Linked DNA regions of Mus musculus: region 1 is linked to region 2. Evidence: chromatin contacts called from public Hi-C data. All regions are on one chromosome and are shown on one strand. The core of a region is the stretch at or near the end of the contact, and the rest is flanking DNA. Distances in the headings are between cores, read along the strand shown. Region 1 has its middle 8.6 kb from the start of Mir6390. Region 2 has its middle 6.3 kb from the start of Gm41239.

Region 1 (5,867 bases), core at 2,118-4,617, 200 kb before region 2:
GACCCTTGGAGGCTCCCTAATTGCCTGTTTAGTCTCTGAAGTCCCTATGAGTCCAGGTTAGTTGATTTGGGGGGGGGGGGCTTTCTTGTGGTGTCCTTGACCCCTAGGACTCCTTCTTCCCCCTCTTCTTCAGGATTCCTCAAGCTCTGCCTAATGTTTGGCTGTGGATCTCTGCATCTGTTTCCATCCGTGGCTGGATGAAGCCTCTCTGATGTCGATTATCTACATAATTTTTTTAAAAAGACATCTATATTTAAACTATAGTACTCTACATTATATATAATTTTATTTTAACCCACGATCGTGTATTTATAGTAACGGGGAAAAATATATAAATCTTATGATTGTCAAAATACTAGCTAAACTGAAATATTTTAAAGAGAAAAGAACACTAATCTAGAACCCATAAAAAGATATGGTTCAGCTCCCTAAAATCATAAAAAATTCTTATTTTTGAAATCATAATGGACAGTATGCTTCCCGCTCCTCTAACTAGAAGAAAGGCCGTGCTTAATTATGAGGAATAAAGCCTATTTTATCTAACTTCACGCTTGTGTTGTGGCTCACAAAATTATACCCAGAGTGGTGGCACTTTGAAGTACTCTGAATTAAAGGGGACCAGAATGCCTCAGAGCTAAGTTCTCCTCTGACCTTCTCTACCCACTACCTTCCTCCTTACCTCCCTGAAGCAGATCATAGAATCCAGAAATACCCTACATTACCTCATAGAAATGAAATCCCTCTTCCCCAACGCAAGCCACAAAACCCAGAAATACTATTTTAAGCTTCCCCCCACCACTCTGGTAGAAGGTGGTTGGAAAGAAACCATCTGACCTGATAGTAAGTCATGAGCCCTGTTCCACGCAAAGTCTGCCCTGCACCTAGAAGGAAGGGATGCTTGTGGCTGGAATGGAAAAGTGTCCTCCATCCTCTCTTATGTTTGCATGTTTGTCCCCAGCTGACGGTGCCCTTTGGGAAGGTTGTAGAATTTTTAGGAGGTGAAGCGTTAATGGAGGAAGTGGGCCACTGGGGACGAACACTTGAGTGGTCTCCACTTGCTGCTTGCTTTCCTCTTTCTGAGTGAGGATGGGAAGTGACCAGTGAGCTTCCTGCCCCTTTCACTATGCCTTCTTCACTAGGACACACTGTTTCCTAATGGGACTGCAAATCCAGAGAAGCCCCTTCTCCAGTGAGTTGCCTTTGTCACAGTCTTTGATCACAGCATGACAAAGTAACCACAAAGTGCCACACTGAAGGCAGGCCTCAGTGATTGTCCTTCTGCAAGCTATTACTCTCACATGGTGCATTTTGTCTCGAATTGTCACATTTCTGCCTGACTTTTCATGCTTCATCAAGCCTAAGCAACAGAACGGTTTTCCAAAGGTCTTTGAACTTTCATTTCTGGAAATCCTCATAATATGCAAAAATTTGACCAAATAAATCTGTTATACTTTCCTCTTGTGAACCTGTCTCTGACAATGAGTTGGGGTTTTGTTGTTGTTGTTTTGTTTTTGTATTTTTTTCTTTTTAAAATCTGTTCTAATTGAAATAGCACACCACACTAATTAGTTCATGTGTAATTTAATTGTCAAATAAAATAAAGTTCAACCCTCTTTGCAAGAAGATAATAAACTGAAACATTCAATAGTATCCTAGGCAGGCCTAGAAGTAGGAACGTACAATGGATAACTAAACATTTAGAAAGCAGAAATGAAGGGGTTAGACAGTGCTGAGACATCTGTAGCAAGCACAGTACATAAGTTCCATTAATTACAGGAAAACACACACTCTTTGTAGACAGAGGAGGTCTTTATATTTATAAGGACTCAAACAGAACTTACAGAGGTGAGATGTGAAGTCTGTTAATGAATTCTGCTCAACGGGATCACAGAAAGTTAGATACTGCAGAAGAAAAGATCAATGAACAAAATATTTAAAGAAAGAAAGCCCTAGAATTAGACACCTCTGCCTCTGCCACCCCGGTGCTGAGCTTAAAGGCATGTGCCACAACTGTCTGCCTGGATTTTTCAATTTTTTTTTTTGGTAGAACAAGATTTTACTATTTTCAACTGTTAATATTCAACAAACAGAATAATTATTTTAAGATATATTACATTGTTATGTCTCCCTTTTCATTTCTGATTTTGTTCACTTGGACACTGTCTCTGTGCCCTCTGGTTAGTCTGGCTAAGGGTTCATCTATCTTGTTGATTTTCCAAAAGAACCAGCACCTGGTTTGGTTGATTCTTTGTACAGTTCTTTTGTTTCTATTCTGTTGATTTCAGCCCCGAGTTTGATTATTTCCTGCTGTCTACTCCTCTTGGGTGAATTTGCTTCTTTTTGTTCTAGAGCTTTCAGGTGTGCTGTCAAGCTGCTAGTGTAAGCTCTCTCCAGTTTCTTTTTGGAGACACTTAGAGCTATGAGTTTTTCTCTTACCACTGCTTTCATTGTGTCCCGAAAATGAGTTTTTGTGACTGAAAATGATTTTATCTTTATGCTGACAAACATTTGCTTTAAAGATAATTTAGTTACAGAAATTATTTGCAGAATGTCTAATAAATAACTTGTTATATATTTAAAATTCTAAGTTGCACTAATACCAGACAAGACTTCAATTACAATAGGATCTAAAAGTGAAGAATTATTATTCCCAAGAAAGTTGTAATAAATTCCTCTGCCCTCTAGCTCTGTAAATGTTCATAAGAAGGTCTTTTAAAACAGTACAATCTTCACTCTTCTACTCAGAAATTTCAAGCCGTTCTGTAAGGGATAGATCTATGTAATATTTAAATGCTCTGATTTGCATTTAAGTATTGCTGATTCTTAAAATTTGTTATGCTGCGCCAATGGAGAGTTTAATACATGTTAGATAATAATACTAAGGATATTTATACACATGGTCTTCAAGGAAAAATTTAGAAATTTAAAATTTTAGTTAGGAAGTATTTTTTTTTTCTGATGGACCAAGCTTATTGTTCCATCAAGCCAATTGCTCCTCCAAGTAATTTGCTAAGTAGTTTGATGTTGTTTATTGTAGCGCTCACACAATTTTCTTTCAATTTGGAGCTGCAAATTATTTGTTTCCTTAATATATTGTTTTAGTACTTTGAGACTTGTTAAAAGGACTTCAGAAAAAGATCAACTTAAGAAGAGGGACAAAAAAATCAAAAAGAGAAAAGTAGTTCTTAGGAAATAAGGAGAAAGGATGGGAAAACATCAAAAGAATCAAAAGGAGAGACAGAGTTGTCCACACGGTCAGGGAAGGAAACGGTTGCCTAGATCTGCTTTGGAGGGTTCTCCATGGCAGTAGCCCTGAAGCCCACAGGCCTTAGTTCTATGGTACCAAAGACAGCATTGAAAGATTCATGACCCTGCCCTGACTCACCAGCACTCCTGGCGTGAGCATTTTCCCTATTGTAGGTTTTATCTAATAGTGACTCTTGGCTGAGCTCCTTGTCTCGTTGATAAGAACATGCATGAGACCTCAGCATATTTAAACTTTAAGTGAGAAATGACTCTGGAAGGTACAATGAAATGTTCAATTGTTCAGTTGATGATTTTTTTTTTTAATTTACTACATGTCAGGAAAATTCTACATTTCTGAAAGTCAGTTAAAAAGTGTCTACAGCATGCATAGTATTCACTTCTGCCCGACATTCCACTGTGTACTGTCAATCAGCTTTTCCTGGGGAGATGTGAGGGAAGTGTTTGCTAACCACAATGCACCAATAAACCAGTGAGTCCACCCAAGTCCAGCGTGGGAAGCAGTGAGTTTATTGGGGGAAAGGTTACTTAGTAAATATGACTCAAAAGCAGCTGCATCACCAAGTTCCCACCCCATGGAGGAGATGACTCATGACAGTTACATCACCAGAGACCCACCCTCTGCCATCCTTTAACCTTTGCAAACTCTAAGACTTCCAAAGAGCAAGTGTAGCTGAGAGACAGGAGGCAGCCACAAAGGAATCTCAGATCGGGGAATGCTTACCTTCCTCCATGCCTTCTATAAAGGAAGATGAAAAACTTCACTATTACCATAGATATAGCTCTCATTGTAATTTTTATATTATTATTGTTTTTATTTGTTCCTTCATTATCATAACTGTATAGCCAAGGAGTTCTGTGGGTTACCTCAGCAATCTTTGCTCCATGATAGGGGTCACCATGCTAAGCCAGGGAAATATAAACAAGTGCCTGTGTCATTATATCCATATTACAAATGTTGTGAACACTCCACAAGCCTGACTCTTTTCACTTTATTTTTTTTCTTGTGGGAAGTGCATGTGTGAATTTATGTGGCTGTATGAACAAGTATGTTCAGGCTAGAAGTTGACAATGGATGTTCTAAGTTGAACCATGGAATGATTCCATGACTTTCCCAGGGTCACACAATTAGCTAAATGGTAGATCCATTAACAAGTTCGACCAGGAGGGAAAATACATTACACAATAGCTGAGGTATGATGAGGGACATAGTGGTGACATATGTAGATATTAACAGAGAGAAGTACCCATCACAGGGAATGAAGTACCATAGACAAGATCTTGGGAGAACAGAGAGAAATATTAGACAAGATGTTTTCTAGGCAGGGAAGAAAACGTAAGGCAAATCCCAGAAGACACAGATGAGGGGCTCAGGAAATGGCCCCATTGGGAAAGTGCCTGCTGTACAAGACTGAGGACTTGAGTTTAGATCCCCAGAACCCGCTAAGAACCTCTGTGACCTCTACTTCTGGTTCAGTGGTTGGTGGAGGGGACACAAGTTGAGCTCATTGGCCATTCAGCCTGCTCAGATCAGGGAATGGTATGTTCAGTTAGAGATCCTGTCTCAAGAAAATGACAATGATTGTCAACCTCTGGCCTGCACACACCTGTTCACATATCCACATGGATGCACACATGCTCTTCCCACATGTGCAAGAGAAAGAATAAAGAAGAAGGAGGCAGGCTCATGGAAAGGATAAAAATGTGTGTAGTGGGAAGTGTCTACGGAGTTGAGACCTGGAGGTGAGTGCCGTTCATGTACACCACCTAAGGGATGGTCGTTCATTAGAGAAACACTTACCTTCTTTTTAGTACAAGAATAAGTATGTTGCTTATTTTAAGCAGTTGGTTTTAAAGTTGAGTGAGACCCTGGATTTGAATCTTTGTCTCATCTAATATTCAGCAGTAGACAAATCACCCTGGTGAATTGCAATGCCTTGTCTGCTAAACAGGTTGGGAAATCCAATTCTCAATAGGATGCTAGGACAAGATGGGGTTAGAAGGTGTGCTTAAAAGAATGGGGATGCCCATAATATGCAGGGGGAATTAGAGAGAAGGGGAAGAAAATAGTGTGTGTTGAGGTTTATTTCAGTAATTCAGTAGTGACATGGTGATGGTCTGAAGCAGAGGTTCTCATGGGACAGAGAGAAGCCAATTTTCATTCTTGCCAGGGACAGTGGGCAGTTTTTGGGGGACTCTTTGGTCCCAATTGGGAACAGGTGATAGCGGTATTGCACAGGATCCAGAAATGCTGTAAAACTCTATAATATATAGAACATCTTCACAAGAATTATCCAGTCCAGTCTAGTATCAGTGTCACTGCTGACAAACATGGTCTAAGCATAGTGTCACTGATACTAGACTGGACTGGATAATTCTTGTGAAGATGTTCTATATATTATATAGAAGGGATAAAGATAACAGACTAAAGCAATGGTAACAAAGATGATGCAAAAGATCTGGGTAACCAACTTTCTGGAGAAGGTACTGTAGCTAAGAAATGTGGTCAAAGTCATTTCCTCTTGCATGTGTGGAAGAACTCAGGAGTGAATTACTTATGGAGTGGATGAGTATGGAAATAAATAAATGAGTGCTTATCAGAT
Region 2 (6,464 bases), core at 894-3,393:
CTGGGGTGGGCCTTGGCGTGCACTGATTCACATTTATGGAAGCTTTGACTTGTTTTTCCTTTTGGGGAACAGGAAATTCTTTAGTCCTTTCCTTTTCACAGTTTAGGAAGCTGAGATGAGTGGAATCTCTCCCTTTATGTCAATGCTAGAACTCTTTCTAATCTCCTGATCCTTTCAGCACAAGCTTTGGCTCTCTCATTAAGTGTTTGCTTTCATTATTCTCTTCAAACTGTACATCTCTTCTGTCACATCAGCTATTTTTCGTTGTAGTTCTGCTTAAGAGTGATTACTAATAACCGCATGACACAGTAATAACCACTAGGCCATCTTGACATTTCCTTAGCCAGAGAAACTAGTCCATTCATTTTTAATTTAGTCTCATGAAAACTCTGAGGATGAAGACAAAGTGACCACACCATCCTCTGCCAAACATGACAAGAATGCTCTGTTTCCCAGCTGTTGGCCTCTGTTCCCTCCAAAACCTCCACAGTTCATGTAACTCTCAGTGTTGCCTTCACAGCTCCTACTGGGATGACCCATAAGCTCCACTTACAGCATTCAACAGCTTTTCCTGGCCAAAGTCCCATGGTCTTACACATTCTTCTCAAATGGCCACAGGGAGGTTTGTCATACAATAGTCCACTTCCTAGCACCAACTTCTGACTTAGCTAGTTTTCCATAGCTTTGACAAAACATTATGATCAAGGCAACCTATATGAACAAGTGTTTAATTGGGCTAATGATTTCTAGAGGGCTAGAATTTGATGGCAGAGCAAGGCATGATGTAAGCATAGCTGAGACCACATATCTAGATCTACAAGCAGGAAAGAGAGAGGCACACTGGGAATGGCACAAGTCTTTTGGAACCTCAAGACTTTTTCCCAGTGACATAGCTCCTCTAAGGAGGCCAAACCTGCTAATCCTCCCGGAACCGTTCCACCAAGAGAGAATCAAGTCTCCAAGCATATGAGCTTACAAATGCCATGCTTACCCAAGCCAGCACCACCAGTATTCCAGAGTTTGGTTAATGTAACTAGTTTACCTACCCATATTAATGTCTATTTTATAATTTAAATTCATTCAGCTGAACATGTATCCCAATATCTGAGTGTTTCTAGATGAACATTCCTCATAAGACTTATGGCAGAAAAAAAAATGGCAAAACAAACAAGATTTGCAGTTAATGGAAATAAGATTTTCAAAGACTTAAATAGTAACTGTTTATGTGCATATTAGAAAAAAATCTGTGAGAGAGGAATTTATAGTCTGTAGTTTCACTACTGTGAATATTCATAGCTATAATCTGATAGAGTTTTAAAACATTCACACCGGAATCACAGGTGTGTTTATAAAGTCATTAGAGGCAAAATAATGGAATATTTAAGCTAAAACTGAAGCGTCTATCATTATCTTATTTTTATCTAACACAAGTTCATGGCTTTTAAAAATGATAATTTTTAGTATTTAATGTTTAAATCTGAGATACTCATAAACATGGTGGAAATATTCTCATTAAACATTATAATGTAGTTTAAAGATTTAGAATAGAATACTTTGATTAAAGAGACAATACTTGTGCTAGTTTTACTTAAAGGAAAAGTTGTGTTTAAGATGATACCACGTTCCGTTAAAGGGCTCAAGAACTCAGCTGGATTTTGTCAGGAATATTAGCTTTTCCCACAGGTATTCGGGCCGTTTGCACATCACATTTGTTTAAAATTGTTGTTTAAATATAAGTTATTAAATCATAGGATGAGATGAAGGCATCAAATGTGGTTCTACATATTTTGGGGAGGAAGAACAGTAGAAATTGGGTATAGGTTTTTACCTACTGTCTGAAAAGGCAATGGAATTATGTTATCTTTTAAGTGAATGTGTGTGCATTAGTTCTCTCTCTCTTTCTCTCTCTCTGTCACACACACACACACACACACACACACACACACACACACACACACACAGTGGAGTTAAAAGAGAGAAAAAAAGAGTAAAAGTTCACTGTAACCTGGTGATTTATTGGGGAAGGCTCAGCAAGCTCACATAAAAACTGAAGCGGGGAAGTGGTCGGACATTGGGTCAAATCCCCATTCACATGTTGCGTAATAAAGGGCTGACTGCACCCTTTCAGGCTTGCCTCTACTCAGAGACAATGGCAACTGCAGAGCAAGACTAATAACAGGATTTAGCATAAATCCACCACAGGAAGTGAACAGTGGTAGTGGCAAATAATTAGCCAGGAAACATTCTACAGGAGCGCCGGGACGCATCCGTGAACTCTCCGACTCTCAGTCCGCTTCGGATCATGAAAATATCAGTAGTTCTCAGCGATCGTTAATTTTTGGGTGTTTGTTGTAAGATGGCTTTTCCCCCCACCCCCACCCCCCTTTTTTTTTTCTTTTCACAAGCGGGCCTGATTTTTCGTGTCCTAATTTAGCAGCCACAGCCCAGGGGTTTGGAGGCTCAAGGGAGGGGTTTAGAACGTTCTCTTTTTCTCTCCTGCCGATGCTTTTTTTTTTTTTTATTGCAAGGTGGATAGTGTTTATTTTGCACGGCTAACAAGTGAGTTCAAAGCAATAACACTCCTCTTGAACTCCTGCCAGAATCCCGGAGCTGAAGCTCCCCTGCGTGGCAGAGCTGACCTATGCTCTCAAAGCCTAATTAATTTGCAGAGGAATGTCAAAATGACAGGTCCACCACCTGCTTCACTTGACACTTAAAAGGAAAGCTAAGTGGGAGTGTAAAAGGAAGGAGAGGTGTCCAAAGCAGCTCTCCTGTGCATGCCCTGATTTCTGAGACCCTGAAGCACGTTGCTGGGAGTCTCCATTTCCACATTCTGAGCTCTTCATTTCTGTCCGTGTTTGAAAAAGTGCTAGTAAATGGTCACGCCATTGTATTAGGGCCAATGCTGCCACTGGACGTGGCTTTGAAGTTCTTTCTGTCAAATACCTATCTGATTTTGTCATCTCAGAGCAGCCAGCAGAGACTCTTGTTTTCTCCTTTTAACTCCTTAAAACCCACTTTCTCCAAAGCCAAGAGAACAGGCATGAACTGTGGCTGGAGACCAACTGTCATATCAAAATCCTAAACTGAACGTTAAAAACTATAATTCTGGACATTCAGTCCAGCTCATCTGAGAGGTATCTCTGTTATATGAAGTCACAAAATCAGGAAAGAGCAGATGAAGGTCTCCAGCGTCGTATCGACTGATTTCATAATACAGTAATGAGGGTTTTTTTTTAAGACTTCTAATAAAAACATAACTCTGGAGCTGGGCGTGGTGGCCTACAGTCTTAATCCCAGCACTTGGGGAGCTGAGGCAGTATGAAGTGGGGGGGTCAGAATACCAAGCTTTAGTTCAGCTTGAGCCACCTAGCAGGATCCTGTCTCAAAATAATAACCCACTTATTAATTACTTAGGTGACATTGGTATATTGCTCTCAGTAAGTCACCCACAAGTCAGATTCCCAGGCCTTGACCTTAGATCTTTAATATTGCTCCCAACCTTGCTGTGTCTTACGTAAGTTAACTCCTTCAGACTCTGGTGAACAGAAATCTTATCTTCAAACACTGTCTGTCTTTTATGCATTTTGAGTATATATATGTGTGTGTGTGTGTGTGTGTGTATGTATGTATGTATGTACACATACACACACACACACACACACACACACATATATATATATATATATATATATATATATATATATATATATATATATAAAATGTTACTCTTCAACACTGAAGTCCATAATTCAACATACTATTGGCTATTAAAAGGACACCTTAGAACTGCTTCTTCAGGGCTGGTGAGATGGCTCAGCGGTTAAGAGCGCTGACTGCTCTTCTAAAGGTCCTGAGTTCAAATCCCAGCAACCACATGGTGGATCACAATCTGATGTTGTCTTCTGGAGTGTCTGAAGACAGCTACAGTGTACTTACATTTGATAAATAAATAAATATTTAAAAAAAAAAAAAAAGAACTGCTTCTTCAATAGGAACGTTACTGGAGAGATGGATCAGTGCTTAAGAGCACTGATTTCTCTAGAAGAGGATCTTAGTTGAGTTCTTTTATTATTATTGTTATTATTAATTGGTTATTTTATTTACATTTCAAATGCCCCCTCCTCTACTCCCCTCTGCAAGCCTCCCATCCCATCCCCTCCCCCCTTTGCCCCTAAGAGGGTGTTCCCCCACCTACCCACCCACTCACTCCTGCCTCACTGCTCTAGCATCCCCCTATCCTGGGGCGTCAAGCCTCCACAGGACCAAGAGCCTCTCATTCGCTTGATGTCTGACAAGGCCATCCTCTGCCTCATACGCATCTGGAGCCATGGGTCCCTCCATGTGTGCTCTATGGTTGGTGGTTTAGTCCCTGGGAGCTCTTGGGGGTGGGGTGGGGGGTCTGGTTGGTTGATATTATTGTTCTTCCTATTGGGTTGCAAACCCTTTCCCTAATTCACCCATTGGGGTCGCCCTGCTCAGTTCGATGGTTGGCTGAGTATCTGCATCTGTCTTAATCAGATGCTTGCGGATCCTCTCAGAGGACAGTCACACTGTGAGCAATTCTTGGCATCCACAATAGTGTCAGTGTTTGGTGTCTGCAGATGGGATAGATCCCACGGTGGGGGGCCTCTGGATGGCCTTTCCTTCGTTCTCTGCTCCTTTAAACAGGGACAATTCTGGGGTAAATATTTTGTGATGGGTAGGTGGCCCCATCCCTCAACTGGGGGAGGGGCATGCCTATCTACTGAAGGTGGTCTCTTCGGGTTCGATCTCCCCTCAGTTGGGTATTTCGGTTAACGTCATCCCCGTTGAGTCCTGGGAATCTCTCACTTCCCTGGTGTCTGGGATTTTCTAGTGGTCCCCCCAACCCCTGTTCCCCATTCTCCACTGCTACATATTTCTATTCATTCTCCTTGCCCTCTGGACTTCTCTCCTGTCTCTTCCCATAGTTGAGTTCTTAATACCCACACACAGTTGCCTATAACTCCAGCTCTGAGGAACCTCTACACCCTCTTCTGGCTTCCATGGGCACATGCGCGCACACACACTCACACACACACAAACGGGGAGTGGGGGAGAAATAGAATCTTTTTTAAAATATGAAGAGTGTAGCTTAGTGGCTAGAGCATGCTTAGCATAAGCAAGCTCTGAGCGGATCTTCAGCACTGAAACTGAAGGAAGGGAAAAAGGTAGGAGATGGAAGATAGAAGCAGCAGCAGTAGGATTCTGACAAGACTTCAGTTACTTGGCCTAAGTTAGGAAGGAAATCATGCCATAGCTGTCTTGAAGGTGACTTAGTCAAACTAAGCCCCGTGGATGCTGAAGGATGAAGGCTAGAGTCAGGTGGATCCACATTTGGATGACAGCTGGAGCACTTACCAACCTTACCAACTATTTAGCCACTACTAATTAATGAACTCTTAAAGGCTTAGCTTCCTCTTATGTACAGTGAGGATAATATTGGTACCTTGCTCATACTTTTTTATACTTTGTACTATGGCTGTCACACAGTAATGTCATCTATCACAAAAACCAAAACAGGTGGGAGATGATATGCAGCAGAAAAGAAGAATCCTGTCAGATAGTGTCATGTTCCAGCAACCCTTGTTTATGGGGCGGGAATCCGGGATGATGTGATCTTTGTCTTCAGTGTTCCTTGTCATCTTTTCTAGGTTAGCTTTGTCTTCAGGCTGATTCCCCACATGTTTGCAAAATAGACATGAGTCACAGCTGAGACAAGCAACCTCTTTGTTCAAGACTTGCAGAAAAGAAGAGAGGAAAACACTTCTTTAGCTGTGAAGCAATGTGACTAGAACAACCTCAGCCTTGTAGCCATCACATACAACGGAATGGTCAGTAGAGAAATGTTTTGCCCCAAGTGTCCTCCAGCTTCAGTTCTTGTGATATGCAGGAAGAGAATGTGTATAATAGTACACAGCAGATACTACAGCTAAATATATCAACCATCTTTCCCTGAGTCACTCACATAGATACAGCAGGGATACAGATACCTAGAGAGATGAAGTTCTCTTAGGTAGGCCAAAAGGACTGTTAGCATCTGCCAAGAACCCCAAAGGTGTATCCATTTGATGGGTTCAATATGATTTCAATCATAAGGATAAGGACAGCAACATTCAGGAGCTGTTAGCCATCCCCTAAAACTTGAATGGGCAGAAAACAAGCAAACAGAAAGAAATTGTAAATAGGGCTACTTGACAAGGAGTGTGACCTTTGTCAAGAGTCTTGCATTTACTTGTCATTAAACAGCTTCTTGGGAAGAGGGACTGGAGAGATAGCTAAGAACTTTAAGATTGCTCAGTGTTCTAGAAGCCCCAAGGTGAGTTTCCAGCACACATATCGGTCAGTTCACAACAGTCTGTAGTTAACCTCAGTGGATCTAGTGCCCTCTTCTGGCCTCCATGAGCTCCTACACATATGCAGTTCACAAAAATTCATGCAGA

What was found. Hi-C and Micro-C count contacts between places; a contact is called where the count stands out from the background.
Region 1: a contact with region 2 is called in a Hi-C map of muscle stem cells, with 2.1 times the contacts expected there. The contact joins two enhancer-like sites. A contact is called at or near these places in 4 of 39 promoter capture datasets (embryonic stem cells, liver, pre-B cells and 1 more), 6 of 484 Hi-C or Micro-C datasets (embryonic fibroblasts, embryonic stem cells, liver and 3 more), 4 of 115 datasets of contacts at active chromatin or transcription factors (bone marrow-derived dendritic cells, bone marrow-derived macrophages, a colorectal cancer cell line and 1 more) and 1 of 9 other capture datasets (embryonic stem cells).

Annotation. Positions count from the first base shown.
Region 1 is chr14:105,612,189-105,618,055 of GRCm38.p6, forward strand. No RefSeq gene overlaps it. Among named protein-coding and RNA genes, the nearest start is that of Mir6390, 8.6 kb to the right of the region's middle. Within about 2 kb of position 3,368, at least 59 of the 459 cell types and tissues checked have an H3K27ac peak or open chromatin away from gene starts, as enhancers often do. A contact at or near this core is called in muscle stem cells and pancreatic cancer cells, where this site is marked.
Region 2 is chr14:105,813,323-105,819,786 of GRCm38.p6, forward strand. No RefSeq gene overlaps it. Among named protein-coding and RNA genes, the nearest start is that of Gm41239, 6.3 kb to the right of the region's middle. Within about 2 kb of position 2,144, at least 62 of the 459 cell types and tissues checked have an H3K27ac peak or open chromatin away from gene starts, as enhancers often do. A contact at or near this core is called in muscle stem cells and pancreatic cancer cells, where this site is marked.